Regions from separate parts of the Gossypium arboreum genome. Here all the other regions are linked to region 3. Evidence: chromatin contacts called from public Hi-C data. All regions are on one chromosome and are shown on one strand. The core of a region is the stretch at or near the end of the contact, and the rest is flanking DNA. Distances in the headings are between cores, read along the strand shown.

The links. A called contact is a pair of places that touch in the nucleus more often than the background predicts.
Region 1: a contact with region 3 is called in a Hi-C map of leaf, with 3 times the contacts expected there. The contact joins the promoter of LOC108460436 here to the promoter of LOC108460555 in region 3. A contact is called at or near these places in 2 of 5 Hi-C or Micro-C datasets (both in leaf).
Region 2: a Hi-C map of leaf shows a contact between it and region 3, with 3 times the contacts expected there. The contact joins the promoter of LOC108460674 here to the promoter of LOC108460555 in region 3. A contact is called at or near these places in 2 of 5 Hi-C or Micro-C datasets (both in leaf).

Annotation. Positions count from the first base shown.
Region 1 is chr4:16,870,888-16,874,528 of ASM2569848v2, forward strand. LOC108460436 (glycosylinositol phosphorylceramide mannosyl transferase 1) reads left to right here and starts at 1,475. Exons shown (of 5, transcript XM_017759929.2): 1 at 1,475-2,091; 2 at 2,704-3,100; 3 at 3,506-3,641. The coding sequence starts at 1,892. The region is part of intron 1 of LOC128291761 (a long non-coding RNA gene); the gene reads right to left.
Region 2 is chr4:16,261,119-16,264,640 of ASM2569848v2, forward strand. LOC108460674 (probable sugar phosphate/phosphate translocator At3g11320) reads left to right here and starts at 1,429. Exons shown (of 5, transcript XM_053027029.1): 1 at 1,429-1,772; 2 at 1,986-2,458. The coding sequence starts at 2,018. It overlaps LOC108460676 (60S ribosomal protein L35a-1-like), which reads left to right. Exons shown (of 5, transcript XM_017760263.2): 3 at 204-432; 4 at 517-559; 5 at 1,086-1,303. The coding sequence ends at 558.
Region 3 is chr4:16,583,447-16,587,437 of ASM2569848v2, forward strand. LOC108460555 (coronatine-insensitive protein 1-like) reads right to left here and starts at 2,404. Exons shown (of 3, transcript XM_017760081.2): 1 at 1,495-2,404; 2 at 1-194. The coding sequence starts at 1,991.

The DNA.
Region 1 (3,641 bases), core at 225-2,724, 290 kb after region 3:
CGGATTTTATTTTTAAAATATACTATTTTCGTATTTTATTTTTTTATATTATTTTAGTACATAATGTTTCAAATGTATTATTTTAGTTTTTTTATATTAATTTAGTAAAAATTCTAATTTTGGCCGTTTGTTTTTATTTTATTTTAATTTTATTTTTCAAAATATACTATTTTCGTATTTTATTTTTTATTATTTTAGTACATAATGTTTCATATGTATTATTTTAGTATATTTATATTAATTTAGTAAAAACTCTGATTTTGACCTTTTTTATTTTATTTTTAGATTTTTAAAATATATTTTTAAAATATACTATTAAGTTATTCTTTTAATATTTTTATACTATTTTTGTAAAAAACTCATCACATAAAAAATCAAAATATAACATGCCAAATAAAATTAATAAAAATATATCTAATTAACCTAAAACACACTTACCAAATAAATTAAATAAAATAATAAAAAATATTTTTGTACATAACATAGATAGGATTTTTACTTCAATGAAAATTAAAAATAAATTAAGAATATATATAAAAATAAAATAAATACAAACATACATTAATATCTCTTTTATCCAAAATATACCTTACAAAAATTAAATTTAAAAATTAAATCAAAATCAATCAACAATAATAACATTAACAATTAATATAAATCATTTATTTCCTTAAATTAACAATTAAAATTATTTCTTTAAAAAATATTACTTTTTTTTTCCTTCCCTCCCTCCTCTTCTTCTTCTCCTTCTCTTTTTCTTTCTCTTTTTCTTTTTCTTTTTTCTTCCCTCACCAATGTTGCCTCTTCCTTCTTCTTCTCCTTCCCCCTTTCTTCTTCTTCTTCACTCAGGCACACAAAGAAATTGGGGACTATTTTAAGGTCCTCAAACACATAATAAAACAAAAGAAGTGGCTCAGAGCAGTCCCGTCGGTGGCAGTGAGGAGTCCCGTCGGTGCAGAAGAGTGAGCGTTGCCGCCTGTGGGGTACCCTCCACCCTTATTTTATTATTATTTTTTTCGTCCTATTCTTTTTTTTTTTAACATGCAAATCTATCAAAAATATTTAGATTTGAGGGTGATGCCGCCTATGCACCACCCTTCATCACTTGCAATAATCTATTTTCGTATTTAATTTTAAGGACATCCTATTTTAATTTTTTTTTATATTATTATCGTAAAAATCCCTCGGATAAGGATAAGCAAATGAACAAGAAAAAGAATAAAGTTATTTTCTTTTAAAATTATTTTTATATTTATTGATTTATGGTCTAACGTCGAAGTGGTCATAAGCGTGTTGCTGTTTGAAGAATTTTTAAAAATATTTTACTGGAACAAATCAAATAAATTTGAATAAGTCCTAATTATAAAATATCTTGTCGGCTAAGGGTCAACCTCAGTAACTGTCATGAACCATTTTAATCCAACGGTTCTCAATACTTCCTTTCACATCAACGTATCTTTTCTTCTATCCTGATCTGAGAATTCTTAAAAAGGAACGAACCCCGAACGTACATTGCAATGGGCAATAAAAAACCACGAGCACATCAACATCTCAGTTTCAGCCAATAATATCCCTCCGCGCGTTACCCTAGCATCCATCTTATGGGACTCTACCTCCTTAACCTCATACACATAACCACACCCTATAACTCTCCCCACCCTTTTCCCTTCACCGGTTCTTCCTCACCGGCGACAAATCTACTTCCCTCTCACCGCACCGGAGCCGAATCATATAAATAGCAATTCAACAAGCGGCGGATGAAATTTTCAGTTTCGTGACTCGGGCTCCATTCAACGTCACATCCCTCGAGTTCAGACTTCAGATCGACTCAGTCTTCTTATAAGGAAAAAGGGAAAGGGGGGAGATTGAGGAATTAGAGTGATAGAAGACGATGAGGGGCGGTTTACCTATTAGCCGTCGATCGGTTTTCAAGTTGCGTCAAGTTGGGATCGGGACGCTTGGATCGGCAAAGATCAAGATCCTTCTCTGCGGTTGCGTCGTGTTAAGTCTACTCGCAATCGCGAACCGAAACCGCGACAGTTCTTCGTTTATGGGATGGACCGGTGACTTTGACCGCTCTTCTTCTCCAAGGTGCATCTCCCTATTACTATATATTAACTTTTATAATCTTATATTTTCGTTTGAATTTTCTTTCAGATTTTTGTTGAGTAGTTTCCAAGTTTAGATATAAAAAAAAAAGGAACCATGACTAAAAGAGGTTCGTTTGTTTTTGGAAACTTCGAGTAAATATATCATCTAAATCAAGATTTTTATTGGAAACTCCATCAAATTGTTATCAAGTTCTTTTATTTATGGTAATTTAATTATTTTTAAACCATAACAACAGTTAGGATCTGAAACTAAGCCCGTTTTAGCTTAAAATATTAGGAAGTGATTGATAATTCTAACTTCAAATTTAAAGGTTCTTTTTGGTGTTTATTCTGTTTAGATGTATAAAGAAGGGTGTTTTTTTTTTTTTTGTATAGGAAAGTTCATATCTTTTAAAAGTTCTTTTTTTTTTTTTAAATTTTCTTAGGGATCTTGAACTCGAACAAAATCACTCTGAGCTTATATTGTTACTAAAAATTTCAACAAATGATTGATATACAGTAGAAACTTAAATCTTTTAAAGGCATTTACTGAAAAATTTTCCAGATTTGATAATAAAGTGATGATGTTCATTACTGGGTTGTGTAAGTACAGGGGAAGATACTCGATTGTAATGAATACTTGGAAAAGATATGATCTCTTGAAGAAGTCGATTTCCCACTACACGTCATGTCCGAGGCTCGATTCTGTACATATTGTATGGAGTGAGCCGGATCCTCCATCTGATTCGCTTAAAAGATATCTCAACCATGTTGTGCGTTCAAACTCTAGAAAGGATCAGCAAGTTGAGTTGGTCTTTGATATCAATAAAGAAGATAGCTTGAACAACAGATTTAAAGAAATTAAGGATTTGAAGACGGATGCGGTTTTCTCAATTGATGATGATGTTATATTCCCTTGCACTTCTGTAGAATTTGCTTTCACTGTTTGGCAAAGTGCCTCAGATACAATGGTGGGATATGTTCCTCGTATGCATTGGGTAGATCAAAAGGTGCGCATATGTTCTGCAATTTTGTTGTTTTAATAATTTATCATAATTGATTTTGATGCTAGCCTTGCTGTATCAGTTTCCTTTGGTAAGTTTAGGCATACAGTTTCAGACTTCTGACTTATGATTGTAAATATGCCTACTTCTGGCACTGAGCTTCATATCTGTTGTCTTCATTGAGAAATTCATGAAACTTAACATGTTACTAAACAAAATCTTGTAGCTTTATCCGTATGTTAATATTGTATACCATTGATTGAAACTTTTACTTGGCATTGACTAATGGATTGATTACAAAACTCTTTTTTCTTAGTTGTCATAAATGTGAGGATCATAAACCTCCTGCACTGCAAGATATTCAAATTACTTGAAAAAAAAAGATAAGCTCTTGATTTCATCTTTATGCAGAAAGGAGAGAATAAATACAAATATGGCGGATGGTGGTCAGTTTGGTGGACTGGTACATACAGCATGGTACTCTCAAAGGCTGCCTTCTTCCACAAGAAGTATCTCAAACTTTACACTGATGAGATGCCTGCATCAC
Region 2 (3,522 bases), core at 179-2,678, 320 kb before region 3:
GCTGGGTAGTGCTTCATTTTCGAACTAAAATCAGTGTTTGGGTAATAAAGGGTGATTGAATTTCTAGGTTTTAGAATGAGGGTTTGGAGTTGTGTTTTTTTAGATGTTCTGAGTTGAAGAACTAGACATTGATTTTGGGGGCTGTTATATTTTATGTTTGGGATTTAAGCTTATTATTTGTTTGATGGTGGTGGTGTGGTTAGGTCGAAGTCGAACCAGTACCCAAATACTTCTTTGATCCAGATTGAGCGAGTTAACACCAAGGAGGAAGTAGCTTGGTATGCAGGAAAGCGCATGGCTTATATATACAAAGCTAAGGTGAAGAAGAATGGCTCACACTATCGCTGCATTTGGGGAAAGGTCACTAGACCTCATGGTAACAGTGGTGTTGTTCGTGCTAAGTTCAAGTCTAACCTTCCCCCAAAATCTATGGTGAGCGTGTTACATTGTTATTATTTAATGGATTTCTCAACAATGTGTTTTAGATCTTACTTCATCTTTTTGTTTCCATTGCAGGGAGATCTAGTCAGAGTCTTCATGTACCCTAGCAATATCTAAGGTAATCTTGGCTTCACAGTTTATGTTCTATCTTATTTGTTTTGTGGATTTACGAGTTTGCCACTTTCTTTGGTTGAACCGGGATTTGTTTGTTTGTATGTGATGAATCTTCTTCAGTTTAATGATTGCAACTTTCTGTTTGAAGATTAGCTGCTTGACGGACAAGCTAATTTTTGTACATTAATTGCCTTCTGTATTCATTGTTATGTCCTTTTTGTGTGTCTGTTACAATTTTTGCTGTGAATTTGTGTTGAAGTCTAGGCATGTGAACAACTGCAACTTTTATAATGACTACATCTGTAATTATTCAAACGTTTGATCATTGCTATGGTTGACACAATCTGTCATCTTTTAGCCTAATTCTTGTCTAGATCCTTGCACCTCGCCTTAAAACATTTGTTCAAATTGTTTATATAGTGATATTAATCTCGTTTTAGAGTGTGATAAATCGTCCTTGTGACATACTATTGTAGCTACTAATGCTTGTTTACTATCTCCTAATTTTGCATTTTCTTCTTTGTTTGCAGCTGTCTCGATGCCGGACGGCTTGTGATTGACTACTTGAGTGACTCTGCCTTTTCACTTTGTTCTGATAAACTTATTCAACATGTTTGGTGTTTATTTTTGGTTTGTTTAGGATGGTGTATGAAATAAGACAATTAGCATTTTGTTTACACATATTTTCTTTTCTCAAGGATTTTTACTTAAATTTGAAGATTTTGGATAATCATTCATTTTTTGGGAATCTATTGTCATCTTTGGTCTTCTGCTAGGTTTTTAGCTAGGGGCTAATCGAGCTCGACTCAGAGGGGAATCTTTATAAAATTACTTTGATTTTCTTTATTTATTAAAATGATAATTTTTTGCTAAACTCTTCACTCTTAATTAAAAGAAAGAAACAATTCATTTCTATTGAATTTTGTATCTAAAATTGAGCTAACATATTTCTAATAAACCCAAACGAATAAACTAATGAGTCTCAATTAATTAATTGGTAAACCCACCTTGTCCTCTTCCATAAGGCCCTAAATAAATAACATTAGGAAAAATTCAAAAAGAAACACAGAAACACACAAGCTTTTATATCCCATTTCTTCCTCTCTCTTTAGTCCTTTCTTCAGAAAAATCTGTAGAGAGAGCCACATTCTTTCCATTTGGTGTTCCTCAAAACTGAAAAGCTTTCTTTTTAAAAAAAATAAAAACTCTTTTTTAAGGTAACATTTCTAGATTTTCTGCCATTTTGGAAATGGGGATCCTTGATTTTCTAAAGAGAAACTTCAATTAAATCCATAGAAGCTAATTCAATCCCATCATTCCAAAATAAAAAATAAAAAATAAAAAAAAATCCCTTTGTTTCCAAGAAAAAGACCCATTGTTTAACAGATTTCAAGTTAATCCCGTTTTCTTTCTCCTTTTTTTAATCCCAGATACCCAGATCTTCAAAACACCAAAGAAGACCATGAAAACCAACTCCAAATTGTTCACAATCGGGCTAGTAACAGCCTGGTACTCCTCCAACATTGGTGTATTGTTGTTAAACAAATATTTACTAAGCAATTATGGTTTCAGATACCCCATCTTCTTAACCATGTGTCACATGACAGCTTGTTCATTGTTAAGCTACATCGCAATTGCATGGATGAAGATGGTCCCCATGCAGACCATTCGATCTAGGGTCCAATTCTTCAAGATTTCGGCGTTGAGTTTGGTATTTTGTGTGTCGGTGGTGTTTGGGAATATTTCTTTGAGGTTCCTTCCGGTTAGCTTTAATCAGGCTGTTGGTGCTACGACGCCATTTTTTACGGCGGTATTTGCTTACTTGATGACATTAAAGAGGGAGGCATGGCTTACTTATCTTACCCTTGTTCCTGTTGTTGCTGGGGTTATCATTGCCAGTGGGGTATGTATTTTGCTTGTTTTTCTTGGAATATGAAATTGTTTACCCTTTTCTTTTGCTTTTACTGGAAATGGGTTTGGCTTAACTTTGTTGGTTTTATATAATATAAGTGATGATAGAGTAGTTAATGAAATTGGTAGCTTATTTTAGGGATCTGTTGATAATCTTTTTGGAATGTGGAAACTGGTTTCTTTTATTTTTGTTCAAATTAGTGTTGATTTGCTCCTTTTTTTTTGTTGGATAATGGTTCAAAGTGTTGTATTGTTGTAAATAAATGGGTTCTTGAGTCTCATTTCAATTTTGTGACCATCATGTAGCCTAAAGAATCCATTAATTGTTGTAGATTGCAGTACTTTGAACTTAGAATTATGAATTGAAGGATTTGCTTCTAGCTCTTTTCAGCTGCTGAAAAATGGAATTGAAATACCCTGTTTCTTATCTTAATTTGGAGGGTTTTTAAATAATAATGATCATAATTTGTGGATGGAGAGGGATCCATTTACACCGGTGCACCCTTTTGTATCTTTTTGTACAATCAATATTTTAAGATCCAACCTCCATTCATATGTCAAATTTGATGCAAATTAAAAATTTATAAGGATTTGTTTTAGGTAAAAATCTTTCAACCATTTAATAGATATTTATGTGTAGTATTTTAGATCAATATGATGAAGATATCTGATCAGTTTGAAAATTTACATGCATGACAATTACAATTTCAACGATAAATTCAACGGTTGGATTGTTAAAATATTAATCATACGAAGAGATATAAAAAGGTGTAAAACTACTTTAGTTTTACACTAGTGTAACTGGATCCCGTCCCCTTTGTGGGTTATCTATTCTTTTATGTTGGTTTCATATAGATAATTAACTCATGAACTTATTGTTTATGATTCATCAATGCATCTCTTTTTCCTCCTCTGCTTTTTCTCTGGCATTTTCCATATTGTATGTTTCAATTGTGCTACTTAGAAGGGTGTAGCATTGAATTTTGCCCATCTATTGATTTGAAATCCTTCAAGTTTCCTCATTTTATCTTTATAATATTTCATTTGATTTACCTG
Region 3 (3,991 bases), core at 1,154-3,653:
CGCTAATTTTCACAGAGGCCAAATTACGACAATTTTGAGCAATGAATTCAAGGTCTTCAAAACTCACTTTCACAAGATCTGTCATGTAAAAGTTTAAATTCGTGAGAACTGAGTTATTTACTGCAAGCTCATGAAGCCATTGACCATCTTTCTCAATAATTGAGCTCTCTTCCAAGAACAAGGTTCTTAATTGCCTGAGAAGATATATAAAGGATGTCATAACAAGGATATAAAAGGCACCAGTTAACAAAGTCTAACACTATTACTCCGATATGGAGATCATTGCTCTATAACCATAGATTGTGAAAAAGAATATGTATAATGCCAATAGCATGAAAAGTTTCCCTGGGCAAGCACAAGCAAAGCATTAACAAATAAAAAGCCATAGCAACTTAACCTTTAGTCCATAAAACATCTATTTCCAACGTGAAGAAAAAATTTTGTCGGGTATATTCACAGAGAGGAAAATCAATTTACTAAATATATGGAAGTATATCACATGACCTATGTCCAAAGGCAATTGCTATCAAAACTGTTGTTTGAAAGAAAATGAAACATTAATGGATCAATCAAGTAAAAACACAGGTATTGTTATCGGTATCCTGTCATTCATACTAGAGTGCCTTACTACAACCTCAGAAAGCTTCATGACATGGCATCGCAATGGTCCTATGCAACTACAAGCAGTACAAACCAAACCAAACTTTCACCCATGCTCCTCCCCCGACTTGACCATTCACTAACTCCTGAAGCTCAAGAAATCACATAGATCCCATACAATTTCATGCAACTTTAGCACATATGCAATCAGGATGTTTCATCATTCATACATATTTTCCATTCGTTCTACAATCGTAAAATGTACCAACACTACCACAATCATGCACTACAAACAAAACCAAATTTTCACAGTTGCTTCTTCCCTGAGTAGACCAGTCACTAACTCCTAAAGATTCGGGATTCAAAATGACCGCATACAGTTTCATGGAACTTTCCCATCTATGCAATCAAAATGTTTCATCGTTCAGATTGATTTTCCATCAGTTCCACATTCAAACAAACGCAGCAACAACCACATCTGTAAACGATGCTTACAAGCTGAGGAGAAGAAAGATTTTCCTCGACTTCAAACGCTTGAACTAAACAGTTACAAATAGAAGTAATTGGGATTGAATACATGTTTCATTAAACATAACCACTTCCAATAAACACTAATCGAAATATTCCTACAATTCAACTCAACCAAACTCAAGAAAACTAAGATAAGGTTTAACCCCCAAGTAGTTGGAACTTACTAAATCAGTCCTCTTTACTCGATCCCACTGAGTTCAATCCATATTTGATCATTTCTTTCAGCAGATGCTCGAACTAAAAGAACTTTCAACAATGAATTAAAGAACGAATTTCATCGGACTTAAGCCTAAGCTTGACTAATTTCACAAAGAAACAAGAACCCATAGTTGCACAAGAATTAAGAAAGGAAGAAAAAGTTACCGGCACAAACGGCCAACGTGCAAAAGACCATCAGTAGAAAAACCAGAGCATTTATCAAGCTTCAAAACCTGCAAAACCTTCCCTCTAGACCTAGCCAAAACTTCCAGATCCGAATCTTTAACAATCATTCTTCTGAAATGGACGGCTTTCAAGCAATTGAAATTCTCCGCTATTTCATTCACCCACGGCGTAACGTACCCACCCCAATCTTCAGGTATCAAATTAAACATCGCAGCCCGAGGCTTCCCTTTCAATTTCAAGGATTCCAAGTGACGGAACCGTCGCCTCAACCGATCGGGACTCGTCGTGTAACAAAGCGCGATCGTTATGTGCTTACGAGTCAGCGCGTCGAGCTCGTACCACCGCCTGCAAACTAGAGATACGGCGTCGCGGTCTTTCGGGTCGTCGATGTACGGCATCACGCAGCCTAATACGACATCGGACATACCGGGTTGTGACGTCATCGTTTTGTGCAACTTATTACCATTTTCCTCCATCTAATAAATCAAAACTGATCTTTTTTAAAGGGAAATTAAAATCAAAACGGTTTTTTAACCCAAAACAGACAAAAAAGAATGGATCGATCTGATTAAAGAAAGTAAAACACTTTTTTTTCGGAGCTCTGTTTTATTTTTTCATAAAAGAAAAGGCGGTAGGATCCGAAACGAAACGGAACTCAACCGGCGATAAAACGAATCGGGTCAGATAAGGATCGGGTCGAGAAGGCATGGGGAAGAAGAGATTGTTGATTGAGCACACAGAAAAGCGAAGAGAAAAGAGCTGAGAAAAAGTTTCAGTAGATAAAGGAGGGTCGAAATGGACGGCCGAGATTCATCAGAAAAGAAGATCCAAGTGAAAAATATAATTATAGGATCAGACCAGACAATTCAGCTGCTCTAAATTAAATATATATATATATTAAAAATACAAAAGAAAATAGTATTGCAACCAATTAGTGGAGACTGAAAAATAAATTTAATAATTTTTGATTGGTTGCGTCAGTATTGGAAGTATTAATGTGATGTGGTACATCTCAGTCTTTCTAATTGTTGAATTATTCCACTACTTTTTTAATCTGATTAAATTTAATTATTAATTATATTCTGCACCCAGCAGTTGTCATCCTTGTGGCCTTTCTTAATTTTCAATTAATTTTTTTTTCGTAAAAAATGTTTATTAAAAGCAGCTGCTATTTCATGCTTTTCCTTTTTTTTTTTTTTGGGTAAAAAAGAAAGAAGGTGGGAGAAACCCAAGGAATTAACCAGTACAGTTAATGTTTATCCCTAAGCTCTCTTGTAGTAGAACCAAAACCATTTCCTGACTGAAAGAGTAAAAGCCAATGGGGTTCTTCTTGGTTGATCTAGACAAGATATCAGTTGCCCTATTTGCTTACAATTTAATCTCCCAACTTTGGACCAACAGCTCGCAAATATCCTATACAAGCTATCAGGTACCCTGTTTTGCTCTTTTCATATGCATTTCATGTTAGTCTTAAAGTAACGCCTTTGCTTTCAATCTAGTTACATCTTATACAAGCTCATGCTGCTAGTTTCCCACTTCTCTTCCCATGTGGCATAGGATAGGAGTAATACTTCATTTCATATCTCCTTAGAAAAGGACACCCAAAGAAAATGTGGCTTTTGGTTTCTTGTTCCACATGGCACATTCCATTAATGCGCGTGCCTTTGGTATGTAGTCTGTCACGAATGACCATCCAAATTAAGAAATGAATGCTTTCAAATATGAACTGGGAACCACAAAACCAATTTTGTCCTATTCCACAAGTTCTTAACATACTCATATTTTCTCCTCAAACTTTAGCCGCAATATATTTGTCACTAGGGAATCTCCACACAACACCATTCCGGAACACAATTTTTTTATGCAACATCATGCTTTTGTAAGAATTTCTTCCAAATCCAACTATAATTCCAAGTAATTAACACTACGTTTGGTTGGCATGAATAACCAATCAATTCCTGGTTAATTCAGTGATAAACAATTATTCATTAATTTGATTCACCGAATCCTTCATTCGACGAAATCTCATTCATTACCCATTCTACCTTCTCCCGTAATGGCCATTCCCCACCAAACCCAAAGAATAGGACTACACAACCACCACCGAATAAAGAAAAAAACATAACTTCCCATTCTTGCCCTGTACCACTCTCCCTCATCAAACATCTCAAGCCACCACACCCCCAACCCTGTCTCCTCATTCATGTTCGGTTATTCTCATCCCATGACGATCATTGAAATTGTCAAAAACTTTCCCAAAGTTTAGACGAGTAAGGTTATTATTCCCATCAATCTCACTTCCATTGTGAGAATTTCATCTCTTTGCTTTTTTGCTTGTATTCTCTAGTAGGGAGCTGTGAAAAAAATTGAGTTTTCGAAAAAAAAATTGTCAATTGGTTGATCCGATTGTTTTAGGGCAATTTAGGTTAGAAATCTAAGCTTGTTGTTTTCAAATTGCAGTTGGTTTTTATGGGCA